Linked DNA regions of Capra hircus: regions 1 and 2 are each linked to region 3. A link is a contact called in public Hi-C data. All regions are on one chromosome and are shown on one strand. Each heading gives the region's core, a stretch centred on a gene start, on an enhancer-like site or on the middle of the called end of the contact. The rest is flanking DNA. Distances are from core to core; before and after follow the strand shown. Region 1 overlaps CUEDC1 (CUE domain-containing protein 1). Region 2 has its middle 26 kb from the start of DYNLL2. Region 3 holds the start of VEZF1 (vascular endothelial zinc finger 1).

The links. Hi-C and Micro-C count contacts between places; a contact is called where the count stands out from the background.
Region 1: a Hi-C map of blood shows a contact between it and region 3, with 1.8 times the contacts expected there. The contact joins the enhancer-like site here to the promoter of VEZF1 in region 3.
Region 2: a contact with region 3 is called in a Hi-C map of liver, with 2.2 times the contacts expected there. The contact joins the enhancer-like site here to the promoter of VEZF1 in region 3. A contact is called at or near these places in 2 of 5 Hi-C or Micro-C datasets (blood and liver).

Annotation. Positions count from the first base shown.
Region 1 is chr19:8,285,985-8,289,195 of ARS1.2, forward strand. It overlaps CUEDC1 (CUE domain-containing protein 1), which reads right to left. Exons shown (of 11, transcript XM_018064101.1): 4 at 545-671. Among named protein-coding and RNA genes, the nearest start is that of MRPS23, 23 kb to the left of the region's middle. Within about 2 kb of position 1,692, at least 5 of the 5 cell types and tissues checked have an H3K27ac peak or open chromatin away from gene starts, as enhancers often do.
Region 2 is chr19:8,513,846-8,517,233 of ARS1.2, forward strand. No RefSeq gene overlaps it. Among named protein-coding and RNA genes, the nearest start is that of DYNLL2, 26 kb to the left of the region's middle. Within about 2 kb of position 2,031, at least 2 of the 5 cell types and tissues checked have an H3K27ac peak or open chromatin away from gene starts, as enhancers often do.
Region 3 is chr19:8,391,723-8,395,232 of ARS1.2, forward strand. It overlaps VEZF1 (vascular endothelial zinc finger 1), which reads right to left and starts at 1,321. Exons shown (of 7, transcript XM_018064108.1): 1 at 1,128-1,321.

The sequences.
Region 1 (3,211 bases), core at 442-2,941, 110 kb before region 3:
CCAGAGCCCTCTGTGCTGAGGAAGCATCAGGGGCTTAAGAACTACTCTCCACCTCCCCAGCTTGACACCTTGGGCCTTCCCACCAGCGTTCCCTTCGTCAAAACCTGAATAGTCCTGAAGAGTGATCTTCAAATGGCTCAGAGTCCCCATACTCATACTTTCCTTGTCCTGGCCATCTCAGAGGAGACTGCTTGCAAGGGCCAGCCTCTGGGGAGAAGCACCCTGGCCCTCTCCCCAGGGAAGGAAGGAAGGAAGCTGCTCTGCCTTTCTGTCACTGAGTGACCCCCCACCCTGCCCCTGCCCAACTCCTGCCACCCTAGGGTGATGCCATTCGCCAGAGAGTATCCTCAGGGCGGTCCCCTTCCTAAGTGGAAGGGGAAACCTTACAGGCCCCGATGGGGAAGGAGGCTTTTGGTTCAGCCTTCTTTCCCTACCACCCCAGGGCAGCTTAGCCTGGGCTTAAACGTCAGGGAGGGTCAGTGACTGGCGCGAACATAGAACATAGAGACGCTGCACAGGCTGGGGGCGGGGGTACCCCCATTACCTGTATGCTGTCCAGCTGCTGGGGCAGGATGCGGAGAAAGTCTTCGGGGAGGTTGCCCAACAGTGGGGGGTTCCAGTTGCGGTAGCGCCTCTGGCTGGAAAGGGGCACGGAGCCCAGCACGTCGATGCTGGAGGGCGACAGGTGAGGATGAGGAGGGAACAGTCAGGCCCACACACAGGTGTCCTGGCCCACCACCCCGGGATCCTGCTCAGAATGGCACCCATGTGCCCAAGCTTCCAGCCGCCTCCAGCACAGAGGCCCAGCCCCCTAGCTCCCCTTTCAGCTAGGCCTTGGCTGAGCCCTCACCTCTGGGCCTGGACGCCTACTGCGCCAGACACTCACTGCTTCCAGCCACCCGATGTCTGCAAAGTCTCTGGGCCTAGGGGCTTCCCTGGCAGTCCAGGGGCTATGACTTCACCTTCCAACGCACGGGGTGCAGACTCAATCCCGAGTCAGGGAGGTAATACGCCATGCGTGTCTTGGCCAAACAAACAAACAAAAGGTCTCTGGCCTGCGTTTGCAGAGCTCATGTTGGGTGCTGTGGATTTGGACACAGATGAAGGGGTCACAGCCCTTCAGCCTTCTGTCTCTAGCATCCAGGTTAACACGAGCTCCTGGGTGCTGAGTGATAGGTGTGCTCCCAGGGAACAGACACCCAGAGTGGCCGACAGCCCAGCCTTCCCCAGTGTTGGTTTGCTGGGATCAGGGGACACGGGGACACCAGGGTCCCTAGAGGGCAAGCAGACCCAGGCTCCAGACCTGGTGGGTGGTCCCAGGGGAGACCGTATCCCCTGTGGGGCTTTCCCCTCATCTGCAAACCACTGCCGCCCTGCTCAGGTGTGTGGGAGCCCCTCACGAAGCTGCCTTGAACGGCAGCTGGAAAGTCACACTGAGGGTGGGACTGGCAGGGGCTGCTCTCCTGGCCGCAGGCAGAGGCCACAGCGGGAGGGGGGCTAAGAAGGGGGCCGTGGGCACGTGCCCGCCCTGACCCCCCGGCCTCCCGCCCCGCCGACCCGGCCCGAGGGCAGCCTGGGGCCGGGCCAGGAGCTCCCCACAGCTCCCCGGCGGCCTGCAGCGTGGCAACCGCAGAACACGTGTTCTGCTGAATCAGGGAAATGACACACAGCGAAGGCAGGCCAGGGCCGGGGGCGGTGGGGGCCGCTCTCGCTGGCCGGCTTTGATTTGGTCTCCAGCTCCAGGAATCCCGCCCGCCCACTCACTGGAGGGGAGCTTTTCCGGGCTGCCACTGACGATGGAAATAACTTCCTTTCCTTTTCTATTTTGGGCGGGTGGCCTGGCGGCCCAGGGGGAAGGGCGGGGGCGGCAGCAGACAGGATAACAAGCTGCTAAGTGCGTGGTGGGAGCGCAGCTCCAGACGGCAGCCAGGGTACCCCGGGCCCCTCTCGCTGTTCCAGAGGGCGGGGGGAGGGGGTGCCCGGCATCACAGCCCGGGACTCCGAATCCCGGGCATATTTTCTGCTCCATCACTCCTCTGCCTCCCGACAGAGTTGGCAACTTCATTTTGCTCCAAGGGCCAGACCATCTCCCATCCCCCACTCCACGATACCCTGGAGAAATCGCCTCCAGCCTCACCACCCTTCCTGTGGTTTCAGGGTCCTCACTGGGCCACGGGTGCCCACCCCACCTCAACCACACCCGGAGTTACCCAGGAAAGCCCTGGAGAGTGCCCCAGAGTTGCAGCCAGCCCCCTGTAGACATTTGTTACTGAGCACCCAAGTCAGGAGGGGGACAAGGAGCTGGAGGCTGAGGGTCCTTGGATGCTGGGCCCACGGTCCTGGAGCGGGGCGGGGGGGGGGGGGGGGGCGGGGTGGGGGTGGGCCCATCCCCCTGCCCTGGCTCGGGCTGAGATGAGGTCAGCCCACAGCTGCAAGAGCCAGGGGGGGCCCTGAGCACAGGCGGGCCAGGCAACTCCATTGTGGTCGGAAAGGAATGTCAGAAATGAGCTGAGAGGCAAATGAAAACTTCCAAGGCTGTAATTTCAACAGAAGAACAGCAGGTGGCCTATAAGGAGGGGTGCTGGGGCTTCAGAGCTAGTCTTTCATTCAGGAGAAAGAGGCAAGGACAGGCTGCGGGAAGGAAAGGAGAGGGAAGGCTGGGAAGGCTCTTCTGGCCCAGAGTTTCTGACTGCACCCAGAACTAGAATTCCAAGTGCCAACAGACTCAGACCCCCAGGCTTACGCAAAGAATATCAGAGCCCAGAAGGATTTCAGTGACAAGCCTTCCAAGCAAGATTTCTGGTAAAGGCAAGGAGGCCCAGATGGGTCAGGCCTGTCACTGGGCACACAGATCATCCTGGTGAAACCTGGGCCTAGGGATCCCAGCATTCCAGGCAGGCTCCCTGCCTCTCTGCACCCCAGCAGCTCCCAAACCTGGCTCCACCTTTGGTCTCAAAGGCAGTCCAGTGCCTGGAGGTGGCAGAAAGCAGCCAGGCCATTCCTGCCCTCCACCTCCCCCAACTCACCTCTGATTGCCCCCAGCATCCAGGAGATGCTTAAAACACTAACATGATCCCGCCACCCTCCTGCTTGAACCCCTGGGTGCAGCATAAGGTCAGAGCGCCTTGGAGGACCCATGAGGGCTTCCACTGGCTGCCAGCCTCAGTCCCACCAGGCCTTTTCACACTTCCTGGAGTTCTCTCGGATGGGC
Region 2 (3,388 bases), core at 781-3,280, 120 kb after region 3:
CCATCGCAGGTGGGTGAATCGGCCTCAGAGAGGTGAGAGCTGACTGAAGATCACCTTGCAAGATAGTGGCAGTACCTAGAAACTAGGACTCCTAACTGTTCACTAAGGATTTTCTCCAGGACCCCAGCCAGAGAACCCGTTCCTCCTGAAGGCTAGAGTATTTATTTGGCTTTTAAAATCCATGATTTCTTTGAACTACATGTGCAATTTGGGAAAAACGATTTGGTTGTTGATGGTTGCAGGCAGGGAGTGAGGTTGAGGAGTTGAGAGAAATGGCATTTATTGAACATGCCGGGCACTTTATATGTGTTATCTTAGGCCCTATCATCTGTACAGTGGGGATAAAAACCTGTTTGAGTGTTAATAATTAAAGTAATAGGCATGTAGTAATACATGTAAAATGTTTATGTACATGTAAAGTTGCTGGAGCATAATAAACACTCCATAAATTTTAGGTTTTATATCAGTTAGATTTTCTGGGATACAGTGAAGTTACTTGGACACAGTCTGATCATTTGGGATCTTGCTTTTATCAGGCAGGTTTGGAGGAGTGTTCTGTCTGGGATGAGTTTTCCCCCACTACTGAGGCCTGACCTTCCTGAGTAGTCTACTCAGTGCCCTGTGGATTGGGTTTTTATGGTCTGGCTGTGGGCAGCAGCCTCCATTTCTGGCTCTGGGTGAGTTCAGAGCACCATCCTCTCATTTTTTCAAATGGGTCTCTCCCAGGCCTCAGGTAGTTCCCTGACATGCGTGCACTGATAAGTACCCTGCTGAATACTCGAGGGGGAGCCTCTGCAGGTCTCTAGGGTTCTCTCTGTGAGTAGCTCTCCCCTCTCCAGCTCTCTGTTCTGAGAATTCCACCCTCCTTGGTCTCTCCAGGCTCTCAGCTATGTCTCCTCAGCTCAGGCTCCATCTGGGTCCCCTTGTCTGAACTGAAGCCTGGACGGTAATCTGGGGTGATCTTAGGGCTCACATCATTTGTTTTTCCTGTCTTTTGGGGATCACCATCCTTTAATACCCACCCAATGTCCAGAGTCTTGCTTAATTATTTTGGCTATTTCAAGCAGGAAGATAAATCTGATCCCTGCTACTTCATCTTGGGCAGGAGCATAAGTCTATCAGTTAGATTTTGCTGCATAACAAACCACCCAAAATGTAGTGACGTAACCAGTACTCTTGCCTGGAGAATCCCATGGGTGGAGGAGCCTGGTGGGCTGCAGTCCATGGGGTCGCAAGCAGTCGGACACGACTGAGCGACTTCACTTTCAATTTTCACTTTCATGCATTGGAGAGGGAAATGGCAACCCACTCCAGTGTTCTTGCCTGGAGAATCCCAGGGACAGGGGAGCCTGGTGGGCTGCTGTCTATGGGGTCGCACAGAGTCGGACACGACTGCAGCGACTTAGCAGCAGCAACGATTATTTGCTCATGATTTGGCAAATTGGCAGTTTGGGCTGGGCAGGCCTGTTCTCTTGGCTGGGCTAACACATGGACCTGTTAGTCAGCTATGAGTCAGCCTGATACTCTGCTTCCTGGGCATTTGGTGGCTGTTTGGCTGGAGTGGTGGGGGCAGCCAGGCCACGTGTCTCATCATCTAGCAGGCTCACCTGGCCTTGTTCGTAGCGTCTGGGTACCAGGAACACACGAGAGCAAGGCCCATGACTCAAGTCTATTCTAGCGTCACTTTTGCTATCGTCCCTTTGGCCAAAGTAAGTTACGAACTAGATTCATCAGCTTAAGAAATAGACTCCACCTCTTACTGAGAGGAGCTATGAGGTCACATTGCCAGGGCATAAATACAGGAGAGCAAGAATGTGTACTTTTTTTGAGGATTAGTCTATCAATAGTTACTATTATTTCCCTTTAATCCTCACAGCAAGGTGGGAGGTAGACCTTACCATCAACATTTTAAGATGAGAAGACTGAGGCTCAGAGACACTGAGAGAGTCACATAAGATCTCGCAGCTAGTAAAAGGCAGAGCCAGGACTTGAACCAGAGTTTGCCTGATGCTCAGCCCCTCCTGTGGTCACTGCCTTGTGTGCTTGGTGTCATGTATGCACGCACGTGTGATTCTGATTAGGTACATCTGTGTTCACCACCATCAACTGTTCATCCCCGCCCCGGTCCCTGCTGCCCCGTGGAGGTGCCCATGGTCTGGATTCTGCTTGATATTCCCACCACCCTCTTCAGACAGAGGCCCTGGCCTGCGCCCCTTCTCTCTGGCCCTCTGGGCTGATGGATGCTTGAAAGGGACATCTGTGTGTTCGTGTCTGTGTGTGGGAGGTCGCAGGTGCTGTTGACTGCTCTTCCCACCCAGCTTGCTTCTCAATCGGCTGGTCAGTTCCTCCCTCTCCGTGCTGCTCCGAAAGCCTCCCTACTTCCACGGTCGTTTGTCCCCCTCCCTCCCTCAGGTCACAGACAGATGGGTCCATGTCTGATCCCACCACTCTGCTGTAATCAGACCTTCTGTGTCTTCTGATTTTTTTTTTTTTTCCTAGATAAAAGCTAAATTTATTTTCCTGGCACACAAGCTCTCCATGATCTCATCCTAACCTAATTTCCCAGCCTGTTTCTCATGACCCACGTTCACCGTCTCCATAATTTAGCCAAGGGCCCCATGGCTTTGCCCCTCTGCGCCCAGCCCCTGGAGTGTCCTTCTCCATCTCTGTGTGGTCAATGCCTACTCCCCTGTAACACCTCCTGCCTTTGCTCCCTTTTATGTGTCATGTCTTATTCCATTCAGGCAGTAACTTCCTGAAGGAACAGACCTTGTCTCGTTTGTGTTTGACTAGTCACAGAGCTTCTGTGAATACCCAGTTGGTATTCACTGAAGTGCTGCAGAGAAAGACAATCTCAGAGACATGCCTCCTTGCTCTCTACCCCTGGGAGGCCTGGCTGTTGAGTTCTGTGATATAGACCTGTGTCTTCACAGTAAATTACCCTTTTCTGCCCAAGGTAGTTTAGATAAGTTCTTGTTACTAGAGATCCAGAGGATCTTGGTCAAGATAGGAAGAATGTGTAGTTTTTAGTTTTCCTGGAAAATATTTATTGGAATCTTGATCTTTAGTGGTGGGGATCTCAGGGAGCAGTGGAAGTTAAGAAGAGAAGATCCCATACTTGGAGATGAGAAGGGTGTGCTTTGTTGCTCCCTCAGATACTAATCCTCAGGGGGCAACTTCTCCGACTACATATGGCTGGCTTGGGGGGACAGGTGGGAAAAGGAAGCTGTTTCCTGGGGTCATTGAGACAGAGGCCTCAGGAGACCACCAGCCAGCACTCCTTTTGGTAGACTTGTGGCTCTTCCTTGAGTTACACTCTGAAGGGGTGTGCTTCTTATCCACAGCCTTGGTTTCCAGTTCGGCCTAAATTTACTGTACAAAAGCAGCT
Region 3 (3,510 bases), core at 71-2,570:
TCCAAAGTTTCCCCGTGAGCTCATTACTACTGCCCACCAAGTGCTTCGTTTGCAAACAGAAACGGAGCAGGAAAAAAAAAAAGAAAAAGAAAAAGTTCTCGGTCTTCTAAATAGGGGTCCCCACCTCAAGTGGGCCGACAAGAGGACTGCCAACATATCGGCTACAGTCACCTTCAAGTTTCTTGCAAAAAATGAAGACCAACACCCCACGAATGACTCATCTGGGGGCTTTGTAAGCGGACTTTGTTTGCTCTCTCCACTTGCCGTCTCCCCCACTTGGCTGGAGGAGACGCTCGAGGTGGGACGAGAGAGAAGCGCGCCCCGGGAGAAGGTGGGGCCTCCCCGCGTCCTGGCCCCCCCGCACCCCCCCCCGGCCGGGGGATTCCCCGGGCTGAATGGGATGGCGGGAGAGCTGGACAGAGGGAGCGGGTGTCAGCTGCCAAGGCTCGGCGGAGGCTTGCGAGAGAAAACACGTAAAGCCAGTGAAAAAGTTTGGGGAGGGGACACACAGTCACAACACCCCCGACTGGGTAAACACGAGGGGGGCGGCGGGAAGGGGGAGTGGCGGGGAGCCCAGGGATACCCGCTATTCGCGGGGACGGGGAGGGGGGGTGTCAGAAAGTCAACACACGCACAAAAAGAGAGAGAGGCGGAGAGAGCGGAGAGCGAGCGAAAGACAGACCAAGCAGGGGGGGACGGAGTGGGACCCGGGGACCCCCTCACCCCACGGCGTGGGCCCCGGCCCGGCGCGCCGCGGCCAAGCGGACCGCGCTCTCCAGCGGCCCGGCGCCCTCCTTTCTCCGGGCCGCGGGCGGTGACAGCGGCCGGCCTCCTCCCTTCCCCTCCGGGGCGGGAGCGAAGGGTGTGTGCGTGTGCGTGTGTGCGCTGGGGGGGCCCGGGGGTCACCCCGAGGCCTGCTTTCTCCCCCGCGCCCCGCGAGGCTGCCTCCTTTCCCCTCAGCAGCCCCGCTCCGCCGGGGCGGGCGGGCGGAAAAACAAAGGGGGATTAAGGCCGGGCCGGAGAGCGGGGCCGGGAGGGAGGGAGGAGGAGCGCCCGCCCGCCCGCCCGCCAGCCCCGGGCCCGGCCCCCCTGTCCCCCCCGTGCCCCCCCGGGGGGGGCCCCAGTACCTGGAACAGGAACGCGGTCCAGTTGGCCTCCATGGCTGCGGCGGCCGACCCCCCTCCTCCCCACTCCCCCCGCTCGGGGCGCCTCCTCAGCCGGAGGAGGCGACAACAAAGCGGCGGCGGCGGCGGCGGCGGCAGCGGCAGCGGCGGCTCCTCAACATGGCAGCGCCGAGCGCGGCCACTTCCGGTAACCTCCGGGACGCACCACCGCCGCGGCGAGCGCGGGCGGGGGGGGAGCCCCGAGCCGGCCGCCGCCGCCCCCAGCGGCCCCGACCCCTCCCGCGCGGCCCCGCGGCCGGCTCTCGGCCTCGGAGCTCAGCCAGTGCCCGCCGGCGGTGGGGTCCGGGCCCCCGCGGCGGGGCCGGGGTGGGGCCGGGGGCGGGGATGGGGCGCGGCGTCCCCCCCCGCGGGGGTGTGTGGTGCTGCGGTCCGCGGCCCAGGCAGCCGGAGCAGGGGGAGCCCGGGAGAGAACATGGAGGACGCCAGGGTCTGGCGCGGCCTCGCTGGGCACGGCCGCGCCGGCGGCGGCGACGACGTGGGCCCGGCGCCCGGCAGCATCGCGTCCCCGGCAGGCCCTCGGCGGAAGGCGCGGGCTGCGGCGGTCCCGAGGCTCTCCGGTCCCTTTTGCGCAGCACGGCCCCTACCTCCAAGCTGGAGGAAGCCCCTTCGACTTGGAGTGTCTCTCCCGGCTGGTATTTCATCCCAGCGAAACCTCCGCACTCTTGGCGCGACACGCATCTGAGTGGCCTTCCAGCTCAAGCAGGGAATCCCACTGGGGTGCAGCCTCAGATCCTCCCTGTGCAGAAGGAAACACTTCCCACGCGCAGAGGTGTCATTACTGGGTTATTCTTGGGTGAAGGGCTGAGCTTCCCCATCCTCCTCCTAACTTCAGATATGATGTGAAATCCTACTTAACACCCCCTTCTCCCACCCCCCGCCAAATTTTTTTTGAAGAGAAAGTATAGACACGAAATTGTTTTACTTCTTTAGTACAGTCTGCTTCTTCACACTCCCCAACCCCCCGCCCCAAACAAAAATCGAGCTTCTGGTTGGACGGCGTCAGATGCCACTGAGGTGACCCCAGCCTCTGTTTGCAGTTCCAAGTCTTCCGTGTAGGCGTCACTGCTACTGGAGTTTTGCACGATGATGCCCTGAACGCATTCTATCCATTCCTCACATAGAGGTAGCTATTGGGAATAGCAGAGACAGGCTATTATTAAACAATTGCCTCCAGTCCTGTAAGTCTCCTGTGGCGGGAAATGAGGGGGCAGGCTCTGTCAAGTTTTTTTTTATGAATTCTGGTCTAAAAAAAAAAATCCTCAGTCACATTATTTCAAGACTTCAACATCTTTCATAACTGACTCTCTTACCGCCCCCCCCCATTTATTCCTAAGTCACATTCTAATCAAGGTCACCATCTCCAGTTTCCCCCATACATACACAATAAAAATAATACGGTTGTGGAATTTGACTGGTAAAAGAAACTGAAGAGGCACAGTAATCTGACAGTCTGTGTTTCTTTTCCATCCACTACACATGTATACCCACTGCCCACTCTCCTCTCCTCAGTCACCAGAATGAAGGGGCTGGCAAACGTTGGTCTGGTTTCTTTTAGAGCTGATTCCCTACTGGAAGTCTTGGGGACGAATGAGAAGTTCTGCAGTTTCAGTCAGTGGCAGAAGCAGGTAACACACCAGGGAACCAGTCAGCCTAGGACAGGAGGGGACAGAAAATGAATAGTTTCTGATTACACTCCAGCTAAACTGCTACAGTGGCCCTTTATGTCTGCTAAAAAATGTCCTTTAGTCTCTTTCGCAAAGGGAAATAAATGGTTCAGGAAGCCTAAGCTTATATATACATATAAGATAAGGAAAGAACCAAGATGTAAACCTAAGAAATTAACTAGGTAAACTAAAACCTTCTGGCTCTGACCTGAGGCACTGCACATTCTTTTGTTTTCATTTTGTGAATGCGGGTCTCTGCTTCTTTCCTATCTTAACACACGGACTTCAAGGTGTCTGTAATACATCTCTCCTCAGTGTTTCTCCTCCCCTGTACAGCCTCTTCTACTTTGCTGCCTTTCAAACTGTGCTGAAAATGAAGCTTCAGGATTCTAAGACTAGCACTCGATGAAGACCATTTTTCTAATGACAATGTTGCTGACTCTCTTGAACTTCTTCCCCCAGAATCTAGAAAACCCTTGTTAGCAATCCTTCTCAAAAACCTCTGGAAAGGGGGTTCCCCACTACCACAAAGTAGACGTCAAGTGAAAACCGTCTAGTTCTCATTACTGAAGAGCGGGATTCAGAAGTATCACTTTTCCTCACGTAAATGGCTCATTTTTCTATCCATGAGATGAAACCAGAATTCCCAATTGCTCCGATTT